Linked DNA regions of Mus musculus: regions 1, 2, 3 and 4 are each linked to region 5. A link is a contact called in public Hi-C and HiChIP or PLAC-seq data. All regions are on one chromosome and are shown on one strand. The core of a region is the stretch at or near the end of the contact, and the rest is flanking DNA. Distances in the headings are between cores, read along the strand shown.

What was found. A called contact is a pair of places that touch in the nucleus more often than the background predicts. HiChIP or PLAC-seq counts read pairs in DNA pulled down with a chosen protein or histone mark.
Region 1: a Hi-C map of the MC38 cell line shows a contact between it and region 5, with 6 times the contacts expected there. The contact joins the promoter of Neil3 here to the promoter of Vegfc in region 5. A contact is called at or near these places in 5 of 39 promoter capture datasets (the 3T3-L1 cell line, cranial neural crest, pre-B cells and 1 more), 2 of 484 Hi-C or Micro-C datasets (the MC38 cell line and cerebellar granule neurons) and 5 of 115 datasets of contacts at active chromatin or transcription factors (the NIH/3T3 cell line, cardiomyocytes, fibro-adipogenic progenitors and 2 more).
Region 2: an H3K4me3 HiChIP or PLAC-seq map of bone marrow-derived macrophages shows a contact between it and region 5, with 4 times the contacts expected there. The contact joins the promoter of Asb5 here to the promoter of Vegfc in region 5. A contact is called at or near these places in 1 of 39 promoter capture datasets (liver), 1 of 484 Hi-C or Micro-C datasets (muscle stem cells) and 1 of 115 datasets of contacts at active chromatin or transcription factors (bone marrow-derived macrophages).
Region 3: an H3K4me3 HiChIP or PLAC-seq map of bone marrow-derived macrophages shows a contact between it and region 5, with 5 times the contacts expected there. The contact joins the promoter of Spcs3 here to the promoter of Vegfc in region 5. A contact is called at or near these places in 6 of 39 promoter capture datasets (the 3T3-L1 cell line, cranial neural crest, hippocampal neurons and 2 more), 3 of 484 Hi-C or Micro-C datasets (all in embryonic stem cells), 6 of 115 datasets of contacts at active chromatin or transcription factors (astrocytes, bone marrow-derived macrophages, cardiomyocytes and 2 more) and 1 of 9 other capture datasets (adipose tissue).
Region 4: a contact with region 5 is called in an H3K4me3 HiChIP or PLAC-seq map of bone marrow-derived macrophages, with 4 times the contacts expected there. The contact joins the enhancer-like site here to the promoter of Vegfc in region 5. A contact is called at or near these places in 1 of 39 promoter capture datasets (neural stem cells), 2 of 484 Hi-C or Micro-C datasets (adipose-derived mesenchymal stem cells and uterus) and 5 of 115 datasets of contacts at active chromatin or transcription factors (the 230-238 cell line, bone marrow-derived macrophages, cardiomyocytes and 1 more).

The regions. Positions count from the first base shown.
Region 1 is chr8:53,637,716-53,640,415 of GRCm38.p6, reverse strand. Neil3 (nei like 3 (E. coli)) reads left to right here and starts at 1,351. Exons shown (of 10, transcript NM_146208.2): 1 at 1,351-1,660. The coding sequence starts at 1,505.
Region 2 is chr8:54,549,072-54,551,771 of GRCm38.p6, reverse strand. Asb5 (ankyrin repeat and SOCs box-containing 5) reads right to left here and starts at 1,441. Exons shown (of 7, transcript NM_029569.3): 1 at 1,132-1,441. The coding sequence starts at 1,327.
Region 3 is chr8:54,528,696-54,531,395 of GRCm38.p6, reverse strand. It overlaps Spcs3 (signal peptidase complex subunit 3 homolog (S. cerevisiae)), which reads left to right and starts at 1,398. Exons shown (of 5, transcript NM_029701.1): 1 at 1,398-1,633. The coding sequence starts at 1,491.
Region 4 is chr8:53,603,688-53,606,387 of GRCm38.p6, reverse strand. It overlaps Neil3 (nei like 3 (E. coli)), which reads left to right. Exons shown (of 10, transcript NM_146208.2): 6 at 589-755. Among named protein-coding and RNA genes, the nearest start is that of Gm39181, 21 kb to the right of the region's middle. Within about 2 kb of position 1,252, at least 31 of the 459 cell types and tissues checked have an H3K27ac peak or open chromatin away from gene starts, as enhancers often do. A contact at or near this core is called in bone marrow-derived macrophages, where this site is marked.
Region 5 is chr8:54,076,241-54,078,940 of GRCm38.p6, reverse strand. It overlaps Vegfc (vascular endothelial growth factor C), which reads right to left and starts at 1,409. Exons shown (of 7, transcript NM_009506.2): 1 at 1,016-1,409. The coding sequence starts at 1,162. Gm33153 reads left to right here. Exons shown (of 1, transcript XM_006509526.4): 1 at 1-2,700. The coding sequence starts at 1,168. The coding sequence ends at 2,007.

The DNA of each region.
Region 1 (2,700 bases), core at 102-2,601, 440 kb after region 5:
TCTAAATCTTGATCTGAAGGCAGTCAAGTAGGAGACTGGATGTGTTTCACACCGGGCGTAGGTTGAGCATTTGAAACCTCTAAACGCCTACTCCACAGTGACAGACTTTCTCCAGTAAGACTACATCTCCTCCATCAAGGCCATACCTCCTAATAATGCTACTCCATCCAGGACTATGGGAGATGTTTTTATCGAAAACATCACAAAATCCCAGTCATTTAAATGTTGCAAGTAGATTTTAGAGCGGGCAGTGGTGGCACATGCCTTTAATCCCAGCACTTGGGAGACAGAGGCAGGCAGATTTCTGAGTTCAAGGCCAGTCTGGTCTACAGAGTGAGTTCCAGGACAGTCAGGTCTATACAGAGAAACCGTCTCCAAAAAAAAAAAAAAAAAAAAAAAAGCCAAACAAACAAACAAAGAATTACTGCAAGAATTACTGTTCACACGGAAGTTGTTACTACTTAACAGTAATTACTGTTATGAATTATAATGTAAATATTTGTGTTTTCCAATGATCTTAAGTGACCCCTGTGAAAGCATCATTTGACTCCCGCAAAGGGATTGTAACTCACAGGTTACAACAGCTGCTAGGTAATAAGTTGTATTGCAATTGTGTTCTTCCTCTGGTGTGATCTGCAATCACACCTAGAGCACAGCTAAGCAGGTCTATGGCCAGAACTATAAGACCTCTTGCTACCAGCCCATGTAAATGAACCTCTTGAAAGAGGATCCCCTAGCTACAACCAAACCTACCTTGTAACTTTTAGAGAACTGGGGAGCCAGAACCACCCAGCTGGACTTTGCCAACTTCTAACTCACAGAAATTTCTAAATAATAAATGATGTCATTCTTTAGATAGCAATAAACAATACAGAGGTGAAAGGGAAAGGGCTATTTCAGACTTTTCTCCATCAAAGGACAGAGATCAGAAATGAATTTTAGTTAACAGAATATAGAGTCCAGACAGTCCCGAGTCTGATGTAGACAAATGTAACCATTCATCATCCTACACTGGAAAGCCAACTAGACAAATCTCCACATTTAGTTTTCCACTTTTACTTCAGTACAGTGCTGGGCTTTTATGAAACCGCAAACTTGACGTTGTTTTAATGTGATCGATTTCAGCTCAAAAAGTATGGGCTGAGTAGTTCGAACGTAGTTTTTAGTCTTCAACTCCCAGTTTCCTGAGTTTTTACACTGAGCCGGGTTCTGTGACTCCTTTCACTGTGCACTGGCTCAGGAAATACCGATGACACAAGTGTGAGACCTGCAGAGCCCTGAGTTCTGTGGGCTGCCTGGATCCCAGAGCAGAGTCCGCACCACCTAGGCGTGGCCTGGCCGCAGATGGGCGGGGTTTGCTGGTGGGCAAGCCTAGGCTGGGCGGGGCGGGGCGCGCGGGAGATTTGAACTTCCCGCCCAGTGTGGGTCAGCAGGAAAGTGAAGTTGCCTGGTTGTTTTCCAGTCAGGCCTTGCAACTAGCAGGGGTTCCGGGCGGGCTACAGAGATGGTGGAAGGGCCAGGGTGTACACTGAATGGAGAGAAGATCCGGGCACGAGTGCTACCGGGGCAGGCGGTGACTGGTGTGCGGGGCACAGCTCTGCAGAGCCTCCTGGGCCCTGCCATGTCCCCTGCCGCCTCCCTGGCTGATGTCGCTACCTCGGTAAGTCAGTCCTGTGTCCTGCTTGGAAGCTGCAGCGGGAAGTGGAGTAAAAACACCACCCAGGTTCTGGGATCCCCAATCTACTCTGGTTCCCAAGACCTAGAGCCTGTGTTTCCCGACATTTATTTAACCTGAGAAGTGAGTCTTAGCTCTAGCAGCTGTCTAACAGTGCCAGTGCTAGATCCACCGAAGGCGTTTTGTTCCAACCCTGTTAACAGGCAGTCAGCAAAAGATGCTTTCTGCTGTTTACCGTCTACATTCACTGACGTTATCATCGGATTTGTGCGAAGTCTGGTATGTTTTTCTTTCCACGTTGTAAGACTGAACTCGTAACATAGACTTTTAGCCCTTTTCCAGCCCCAAATTCTGCAGTTGATCAGTAGTATATAATTCTAACGTTGCACATGGAAAATTTAGCACGAACATCTCACTCAGCTGAATATTGCCATCTAATGAAGGGGCAGTAAAAGCTAGTTCTGGTTTCCTTAAGTGAATTTATTTCTTTTGAAAGCAAATCGTAGCACAGTTTGCCACTCAGGCATACATTGCTGATGGCTGGATAGTCATTTGGTAAGAACTTAGAACTATACTAAAAATATTCTGATTAAACGACCAGGCTTTTAAGGCCCTTTAGATGTGTGGTTAATTGTATTTCATGGATACATGCAATATTGTGCTGTTCTTCAATTTCTCCTGCAAAGCTCCCTCATAGCCTTTGGTCTAGGAAAGAAGTTGTCTGTTATGCAATTAGCATATGCTCCCAACTTGAAAGAAACAAGGAAGATGTATTTTCAAGCTGAGGGAGGAAAAAAAAAAAGGTTTGGATCTTTTAACAGTTATGCTTTTATTTATTTTGACTTGGTGTGTCAACAAGTGCTCTGTACTTTTTAAAAAATTATGTTTCTCGAAATTATTTCAGAGTACTATAGAGATCTATGCTAATGGTTTCTCTAAAGTATTAGTTTTGACGAAGATCACTCATTCAGCAAAATTTTGCATACTCTCAAAGTACAGGAGGGTGAAAATACATTTGTCTTTAT
Region 2 (2,700 bases), core at 192-2,691, 470 kb before region 5:
GTTTAAACATAAAGTGCTCTTTCTAAAAATGCTACATTTTCTAACTGTGTGATGCTACGTTTTGATTCTGAATGTTTAAATTGCCTAGGAGGCATCAAGGTTCACAAAGTTGGTGCAGATCTTGATTAATCCCAAACCAGAAATAAACAGAAAGATTACAAGAAATTAAAGTGTCACTTTTACAACCAACACATGAATCATTTTTGCTATCTAGAATATTGCTCCAGTAAACGGTCTTACAAAATTTAAAATCTATAAGTAGTAGTACCATTACCAGTTTTCATTTCATCTCAGATTTCAGATTTACTCTAAGAAGCACAGATGCATCTGGCTGGACAAATATCAAATTTGCTAATTCATGATCCCATCTTGTAAGGAATGATTTCCACAATCCAAGCAAAGCTGTTTCAATCCTTTTAGAAAAATATATGCTGAAAATATTAATTGTTGTCTTATTAAACAATAAAATTATAAAATTGTAATGGAAAGTGATTTTGAGATCTTCTACTTTTAATAACAACTATTTTACTTTAATTACATTTTCAGTGCTGAGAACTATGGCCTTTCACGTTCTAGGCAAGCTCTTTCCTGCTGAGCTGTAACCCCCACCCCACCCCTGCCTCAATCCAGTTCTCAAGGGAGACAGGGTCTCAGGAAACTACTTCAGCTTGTCTTGAACTCACTGAAGAAAGGCCTTCAGGTTACAATCCTGCCTCAGCCACCTGAGTGGCTGGGAGTACACGTTGCATCACCAGGACTGACACAATACATAACTCAGTATAGTGTTTAAAATATCACAATACTAACACATGTTAAAGGAGACATAAGAAATCAGTTATCTCTTCATTATTCTCTGAAACAATGATATGGAAAGTGAAATATTTAAAGTTTTTAAATGTTTACTAATAGATGAGGGCCTCTATACTTAATGCTGGATTTTCACACTGCTCAGACATTTACACTGCAAAGCAACTTTCTTTTTCATGAAGTCAATGAGGTAAGTTACAAGAACTTCCTTCCACTGAAGTTTACAAAATGTCCCATAAAGAGAACCTGTGATGTTTTCTTGGATTGCAGATCAAATGATAGTTCTACTCAACTTGAAACAGGAGCCTGCTATCATAAACATACCTTGTCCTTGGCTTACTCCATAAAACTCAGCTGCTATCCTTGCGGCTTCCTTTCGGTTGCCTTTCACGATGTAGAAATGACTAAGGATGGCAAGGCTGATCTTCACAAAAAGTTTAAAACAGAAGAGGGAGAGTATCGTAAAATAGACATTAGATAGCTGTTGAGCAAATGGCCGGCTTTCTTCTAACACCGACATTGTTGCAGAGAAATCTGCCCTAGTGTTAGGTCCCAGCCAAGTCTCAACTGTGTCTGGCTCTGTTCCGGGATGCTCTTGAACAGCTGGTCCGAAGGGAAGAAAATATCAACTGGTAATGATGTCTAAGGCTCAAATTATTTATACTGTCCATAAAAGTTCTTCACCAGCTCCTATTGGTCTGACAATATTCCATGGGAGCAGCCGAATCACGTTTCGCAAGCCTCCTGACTTTCCATTCTCAGTATAAAATGATACACCCTCTTTCGGTTCTGGCTTTCAGGAGTCGAATATTGAAATAACTAAGGCCGATGATTTCCTTTTTTGGTATTTAATTATCAAGACCAACTTGGGCTCAGTAAATGCACCTGGCACCAAGCCTGGAGACCTGAGTTCCATCTCTTGAGCCCCACATAGGGGAAGGAGGGTCGCAACTCACACTCACACACACACACACACACACACACACACACACACTCAATAATAAATGAATGTAACTTTAAATAGAAAAATTGTACATTTTTGTGTATTTTATCCACATAGTTCATGTAATAATATTCATAATATTGAAGAGACGTCAAATATTCTAACTCAACTCTAACTTTATTAACCATGAAATAAATCATTAAATAGGTCACGGATATGACCTGAATGAGGACTCATTGAAATAAATGATTACATTGAATTAGTTGTTACACAATATTTTTTATGACTGATTAGACTGTCCCATCATCTACTAATAGATTTACACCAGCAGTGTAATACTTTAAAACAACTATCAGCTGCTTTCTATATGTTAAATAGACCAAGAAGACCTAACTGTCCCTGCCACTAGTGTAGCATAGTTTTACAGGAGAAAATGCAAGACCTCAGACAAATAAAAGACAAAAAGCATCATGGCAACATACCCAAAAGGGACCTAACGCTGACAGGAAAGTCTGAGAGAGCTTCCTGGAGGTGGGGGATAAAACACAAAAGAATTATTAAACAAATATAACCATGGAACAAAACTGCAAAACCAACCAAATTAAACTTAATAATAGATCTAGTTACAGTACACACAAAAGGTGCTTTTTGTACCTATAGTCTTGGATAACTATGATATTTTCAGGGATAAAATTTATTTGGGTATCCTATGCATATATGGCTAGTCTTAAGTACAACCACATATAAAAGATTACAAAAGAAATAGAATAATTTAGAAACATAATGTGCAGTGCCTTTGTTTTCATAAATTCCTTTGTTTCTATTTCCTTTTCTTCTTTTGAAATAATACTTTTCCTGTCAATATTTAAGAATTTAACTGAAAAATGCACGAATACAAAATATTGTGATGTATGTTTACATCACCAGGTATAAGGTCTTCTCATTTTGGA
Region 3 (2,700 bases), core at 149-2,648, 450 kb before region 5:
CTTTTATGCTGCTTAGAGTTTAATATACATATAAAGGTTGTGTGTGTCTTTTTATCCAGGAACTGAATGATCAAAGGTGGGGTTAAGACCCCAATTGAGATTAAATATCTCCACAGCATCCAACAGGCCATTACTTTCCCAGGTACACTTCAGTCTTTTGTTTCACAGGTACTTCTTTACCTACTGGGAACAGATTATTGGGTGTGTCTTACATATACCTCTAAGTGTTCAGTATATTTCATAGCATGTATCCTGGCACTCATCATCTGTAACAAGAGGCATCCTTTCTCTAAGTTACTCTATAGTAATAATACTAGGTAGTGTGTGGGTTGATTTGTTCTGTCTCACCACATACATGGCTTCCTCATTTTGTCTCTAGCACTATGTAGCATCCCTCAGTATTTATACCTGTTTTATAATTTAAGCTGCTGCTTTGATTTTGATAACTTTACTCAGTTATAAACCTCAGTAGGGTTTATACAAAGTGATCAATATACTTTTGTGTCTCACTTGCAGCACAGTAACTATTTATTAAAACCTTCCTTCACTGAATACAGTGTGGCTACCCGAGAGATTGAATAACCAAGGTTTTAAACACATCTAAAGACCACTCTGACTATAACTGCTACATATTTCATTTATTGGCTCTATTCTATTTGAGCCAGGGTCTATTCTGTTACACTCTCCATTCGAGGCCTAGAATATGCACTAGGCAATTCTTAATGATCCTGCCTGTATGCTGTATGAAAATTAATTGCATGGTAATGACTGAGAGGAGTTTAATCAATATCAGTTTCTCATTAACACCGTTTCATGGTTTACAGCAGCTGTTGTACAACAACCTATTTTGGATAAGTGGAAATATTTGGGATTGTGGTATAAAACACGTAACTTAAGTAGAGGTTCGGTTCTCTGTTGAAAGCAAAGCAACAGGGATTTGACTAATTGTCTAGTGCGAAGGCTGCATACCAACACTGGTGTCCCTGACTGCTATTTAGGTGCCTGATTGATTTCATTTTTCCTCCTTTCCAAAAATGTCCAACTTTACCAGCTTTGATAGAGGTGAGCTGGGACCACGCGTTTTGAAAAGTGACTACCACAGAACAGTTAAGGGGCCGCTGTCCCTATAAACTTAACTGAAGGTCAACTCGCAAAATGCTACTTCCCTACCAAGCCACAGAGGCCATGGAACAACTGAGCAGTGGAGGAGGCGGGTCTCCCCCCACACCCCCGTGGCAAAGCCCAACCCCCGTGCTCTTTGATGATTGGCGGATTCACTGAAAGCACCGCCTTCCGGCGCGTGCACGGCCGCCCAGTGGGTGGGACCCAGAGGGTGTGGGAGCGTGCGCGCTCCCGTCGGAGGACCGGAAAGGGGGCGGGGCGGGACGTGCGCACCCGATGCGCGGGTGGGCGGGGACTGGTCGGCCGCGGGAAGCAGAGCCTGAAGTGCGAGTGTGGGAGCCGGGGCCCGGGAGGGAAAGGTCGCCACGATGAACACCGTCCTGTCGCGCGCGAACTCCCTGTTCGCCTTCTCGCTGAGCGTGATGGCGGCGCTCACCTTCGGCTGCTTCATCACCACCGCCTTCAAAGACAGGAGCGTCCCAGTGCGGCTGCACGTCTCGCGGATCATGCTGTGAGTGCGGCCGGCCGGCCGGCCCCGCCCGGGGCTGTGTGCGCGGTCCCCGAGGGCTTCGCCGCGGGCCGTCCACTCCGCGGACGCGCGTCCCGGGGCCCTCAGACCCCAGCCCTGCGCGGTCGTCTCCCGAGTGGCCTGGGTCAGCGCTCCCCTTCCTTCCTGTTCTGCACGTCCCTCACCCACCCGGGCCAATGAGGGAGCAACACAACAGCACACCCACACCCGCGCTTCCGCCCGGCGCCTCCCCGCCTGCAAGCGCGCGTGGGGACCTCAGCCAGTCCCCAGTCCCCCCTGGCCTGGGTGTCCATCCAGGCGCCTCGGTGGGTGGCTCTGGTGTCACGTCCAGCCCCAGTTGGTTCTCTTTGACAGTCCCTGAAGACGTCTGTCTGTCCCTCGTGGACACACTACTTGGCAGCTGCTGCCTTGAAGTTAGGATGTGCAGGATGCACAGGGGCGGTTTAAACATCCCAGTTTCTTGTTATTTTTAACGTCATTCTTTAGCCAGCAACCTGAATAAGTCTTAGGAGACATTAAAAATAGAATTTCGAAATGACTGTTCTTTTCCCGTACTGCCTGTTTTATTTATAGCATTTCCCTCCATTTTTCTGGCACTTTTATCTTTCACGCAGTGGTTTTAATTCCTGTATGCTCTGTGTGAACTGTCCTCTACAATCTGCCCGTTCTTTTAGCCTTGGTTTACTAATTTGTTTGTCAGAATCACCAGTAAGTGTCTCCTCTTACTACTGCTGCTGCTTTTGATTTTTCATTTTTATCCCCAACACTTTTTGTTAGGTACTATTGGTGATTTAAATAGACGTAGCTTAGATACCGGCCCTGCCATCACCTTCTGTGGTGACCTAGATAAACTTGAAACATATTAAACATTGTGATCTTAAACAGGTTTCTTGCAGTCGCAGGTGTTAACATTTGTTGTAAGTGAAGAAAGTCACTGGAAGGATTGTTGTATGGATTTCAGATAATTGTGGAAAGTGCATGTTGGCTCTGACATATGGCATGTGCTTATAATCAGGTGCTGCGTTCCAGATTATCTTGTGGCCTGCTCC
Region 4 (2,700 bases), core at 3-2,502, 470 kb after region 5:
CTGATACCAAACAGAACATTTCTTTGTTAGGATGTATTTGAGTTTTTATTTTCTTTCTAGCAAATCTCTAGAGTTAAGAAAAAAAAAAAAAAAAAGGCCCTTTATCAGGCCAACAAAGAAAATGCTCTCGTTAAATTTTATCCCCTAAAAATAAGTTTTTTGGCCGTTGAATCTGAGAGAGCAGCTTCCTCGTTCTAAAAGCAATCAGATTTGAAGCTAATCTAGCCCTTTTCTTGCAACCATGTAATTATGTTTAATTAAGGAAGCCTTAAAAGCATAAAAGACATTTTAAAATATAGAACTTTTATATATCATTTAGATAAGAGGATACAGCAGGGAACAGTTTGGAATACTAATAAGTTAAAACATAATGACTCTATTATTTCATACAAACCTTATTTGATAGACATTACTGGATTTTGTCAATACTTTTTACTATATTATATGGAAAGTTATATGGAACAATGTGCAAATTCTTGACATTTTTGGAGATGACTTGATATCCTCATATGCCTTTGTCTCTTATAACAACAGTTTTGAGCATAACATCATAATTCTATTTATTTGTTTATTTATTTATTTTTTCAGTGCTGTAAAGCAGGATCTGCCATTTCTAAACACTGTAAGGTTTACAAGCGTCCTAACTGTGATCAGTGCCACAGCAAAATTACTGTGTGTCGCTTTGGGGAGAACAGCAGGATGACATATTTCTGTCCTCACTGTCAGAAAGAAAACCCTCAATGTGTTCAAGTATGGTAAGATGTCTGACTGAGACTCTCTTTCTTAGCAGCTAATAGGCAGAGCATGTATCTGAAGGACTGACTACCGGCTAGCGGTTGCACATAGCACAGAACCCTGAAACTGAAATCACCCATAAGAACCAGTGCAGATGAATGAGTGAATATAGTTATCAGCTCAAGAGTCAGGCATTAGAACGAGAAGCAGAATCATTAGCTTTTAAAGTTGATAGGAATTGTCACAGATCTAATTTGTAGGATGCTGCAAAACCCCAAAACCCAAATATTAGAAATACCGACTTTGGGAAAGCTGAGATAGAAGGGGGAAGATTTTTGCGTGATGTGGTAGGAGACTGTTCAGGAAGGACCAAGGTGGGTAATGGCCGAGAGTTACCAGCAAGGTAGTTGTAGGTGAAGCCTAAAATGCTCAGCTCGCTGAGAATAGGTGAAGCAGACCAGAGGTGACCGATTGCTTTTGAGTAGGAGGAAACAAAATGGTGTGGTTGAGAAGAGGAAGGAAGTAGGCCTTGCTGAGCTGCGCAAGACCAGAGGAGGAGGGTAGGCCATTGTATCTGTGGAGAAACAGAGGCATGACTTGCATTTTCATAAATGTGTCCGCATCCACTCACTTTTCTCCCAGTGTTCTGTTTCTGTGAAACTCTCACTCTGGCTCACAACTTTAAATAGTTTTATATCCTCCTCCCATCAGCTGTTAGTATCACATAATAGGAAATAGTAGACAATTAACTATTTTTTGTTTTATGGGTTTCTGGTTTTATTTTTCATAACAAGACTACTTTTCTAACTACTTTATTTGACTCTGTGCACGTAACACAGTACCAAGCACACTGAAGATCTTCCGTCTATTTGCCTATTAAATACGTGATTAATGCTCTGTGTTTTCCAGCATCTGTATTATTTTTGCAGCATTGGAGATTAAAGTTTTCCATTTTCTTCCAAGTAGTCAAGTAAATGGCATTTAATCATAGAAACAGAATTCCAAGGGGTTTTAGAAATGAGGTTTTAAAGACTCACAGAGTTCTGAAAGAGATTTCGATTTAACTGTGAGCTGGGATGCACTAGAAGTGTTGGGGAGCTTGTAATCCCTCTCCTCTAACCCACCCCGATTCTGTTTTATATGCTGGCTTTCAGTTTAAGGTGTTGCAGAACCGTTCAAACATTGAAAAACAAGGCAGATATAATTTCTAAAATTTTAAAACTAACACTACTTCCCCTATTTTAGACATGTCTGTGAATAAATATATTCTCTATTTCTGTTCAATATCTGAGCACTTTTTATATTAACTATTTTTTTTGTTGTTTTGTTTTAATTTACAGTTATTTCAAGGGTTAGGGTTAGATCTTCATGGTAGCATACTTACCTAGCAAGGCTTCAGTCTAGTTTTCAATGAGAGAGAGAGAGAGAGAGAGAGAGAGAGAGAGAGAGAGAGAGAGAGAGAGAGAGAGAGAGAAAGCTTAAAAGCCTCAGAAGCCCCCAAAACACTGATCTAAATCTACACACAAAAATCTCCCAACTCCCTTAACTGTCATGAATCCTTCCAAAATGTTTAAATATTTGGTGATCACATCCCCTTTCTAAGTGCCTATATAATTGATTGTTAGCTCTTAATACATAGCAAGCATAAGCTACATATGAGAATACTACTGCTGTGTTTGGTGACGCTGCCTCTTTTATAGTCTTACACAGTCTTTAAAGATAATTTTTATGATGTATTATTATTTGCCCAGCTGGGAAGTAGGAACATACATGGTTAAGCAGAGTGGTAGAGGTGTGGTAAAGGGCAGGATTCAATGATAAGGGAGCTATGGAGACGGAAGAAGAGCTGTCTAGGATGGACAAGATCATCTTTCTAAGCTTAGTGTGGATGATTGCAGGCTAATGAGAACTTAGTGCTGTTTAGAAGGCAGTTCTTACTGTGGGCTTCACGTGCACGGATATTTG
Region 5 (2,700 bases), core at 160-2,659:
ACCTCTGCACATTCTGTGTATGTTCACCAATAAAGTCAACTGAAAGTTGAGAGTAACACACCCCCTTCTATTTTTTTCCCCCCACTTGCAGTCAGCTACTATAAACCACTTCAGTCTGCTTCCAGCCAGGGGGCTTCGCAGTGCCTTAAACACAAAACTTTTGCAGGAGTTCAAGATCCCAACTATTACGCCAAGTATAAACTTGAAGATGTTATAAACATATTCTTTAGAAGGTTCAAGTGAGAAGTACACAAGATAAGATAACTGAGTCAGACAATCGGAATGTCTTCAAAAGTCCCTTAACGTGTTCAGGAAAGATGCTATTTCTCTTTAAAACAAAATAAAACAAACTAATTGATACTTTGATTTTTTTTTAATCTTATAGCCACTGTTTAGGAAAAGAATTGATAAAGTTTAGAAGATTCCAATTTCTGTTACATCTTGGATTTGACCAAGTTCAAGTTAATTCTGAAATCCAAAACCTTTAAGCCCAGTTTCTAAATTTACTCACACTTTTTCCAAACTAGCTCACAGAGCCTGGGGCCCCTGCTATGCAAACTCCAGGAGCATAAAACTCCGTTGTCTGGTCACACACCCCAGAAGCTCTTTGGAGTCCAAAACCAGCCAGGAAAAGAAAAGAGCATTTCCTACAGCAATGAAATTCTCTCTGGAGCCATGCCACTGGGGCAGGGTGCAAACTCCTCTGTTGGCAGGAGACCACTATGAAGGAGAAGGAATCTGTGTGACTGAACACCTCTTGGGCCCTTCCCTCCTCTAAGTTGCTTTCCTTTCTAGTAACAGCTTTCCACTGGGGGAGAGAAAAAAAGAAGAGAAACTTTGCTCCAAGCAAGCGTGCACCAATCTCTAACTTTGGATCCAAAGGTTAAATAAATAATTATGCACACACACTCCACGGCAGGTTCTCTGTACACCCAGTAAAGCCAAGCCCACACACAGTCCAGGACTTGGGAGCCTCGGATCCTCAGCCCGACCCGACGGGGTCCCTTGCACCTACCTTGACCTCGCCCCCGTCGGGCTCCGCTTCCGAGAAGCCCAGTCCCGACTCGAAGGCGGCGACGGTGGCGGGCGCCTCGCGCGGACTGGGGATCAGCGCAGCGGCGAGCAGGGAACACGCCAGAGACAAGAAGCACAGCAAGTGCATGGTGGATGGACCGGGAGCAGGGAGGCCGGTCCGTTGGCTGGCGCAGGCTGGGGCGTGAGGCTGAGGTCCTCTCCTGGTCCCTGTCCCGTGGTTTCCTCCCGGGGACCCCCCTGGGCGAGCGTCTCCCGGGACTCGGCGGCTCGCAACTTTTGCCCTCGGCTCTGGCAGCCCTCACGGGGGAGAGGCTCCCGGGTGTCAGGTACGAGCCTCACAGGAAACCGGACATCCGAACTGCCCTCGGTGGCGGCCCGCGAGGTGAAGCGAGGGCGCCGGCTCCGCCGATCGCGGTTTTGTTTTTGGTGTTTTGCAAAGAAGAGGGGGTGGGGTGGTTAAGCCCAGTCACCCCGCGATGTTCCACTCGTCCCGAAGAGCCCTCGGGTCCCTCGTCCCCCCTCCTCCCTCCCCTCGCCCGAAGTGAAAGGAGCCGGGCCGCGGGAGCCGCGGGAGAAGGCGGTGGTGGCGGCGGAGCCGGGGGGCGGGAGGAGGGCGGCGGGGCGCCCGGCGGCGGCGAGGCCCGCGAGCTCCCGGGCGCTCGAGCCTCCTGCGCGCGCGGGGCCGAGCGGTGGCGGTGGCGGCGGCGGCAGCGGGCGCAGGGGCAGGGCATGACTGATGCGCCCTCTGCCTGCGCTTATGTGAGAGAAAGCGGCAAGAGGGAGGGAGCGTGCCGAGCCCAGTCAGCCCTCCCCTCTCTTTCCCTAGGAAGCTTGCTCCCTCCAGCCCCACGCTTTCCTCCAGCCCCACCTCCATCCACTCTCCTCGCTTTCCCTTTCTCTGCCCTTCTCTCTGGGCTCTGCTGGGGTGTCGGGGTGGGGAGGCAGGGGCTCAAGTCAGGTCTGGGGGCTTGACTCTCTCTGCAGGACCAGTTTTAGGGGCCACATGACTGAGCTCAGCTGCTAGAAAGATGGGGAGGGGGGAGCAGGTACAGTGGGTAGGAGACGCACGCTTTGGCCCTGGCAACCCCTTGTGGTAAAATCCTTCTCCAGACATTCTTTATCCTGAGAAGTTTGGGACCAGCCTGAGACTTCTAAAACACTTCAGAGAAAAAGATCAACATTATAGCAGAGACCTATGGGGCCATAGTGCCCTTCCCAGCACCACCACCTCCACTGTTTTCTGGTTTACTTGAAGCAAGAATGCAAAGAGGGACATCTCAGAATACAGGGCAAGTCATTCATGCTAAGATCTTAGTGATCTTCCGGAAGACCTAAAGTTCCATCTGAAGGACAGATGGTCCAGAATCTTAAAGAACATTGATAGAGACACACCCAAACTGTATCTGCAAGACACACCTTCCATTTGCAAGAGAAAGAGAATGAAATGGGACAATTTATATGCTGAAAGAGCAAACAGCAGTGATGCATTTATTCTCTGGAAAAGCACCTAGGAACTCTGCTGTCTTCCTGGTGATGGCATCTGCTTTCCTGGGCAGGTGGGCAGATGGCAGAAGTTCCACTTAAGCTGCATCAACAGCATAGAGACATGAAAGGTCTTGCCTATTCAAAAACTATACTAAGTGCACTAATGTTAAAAAGCCACAA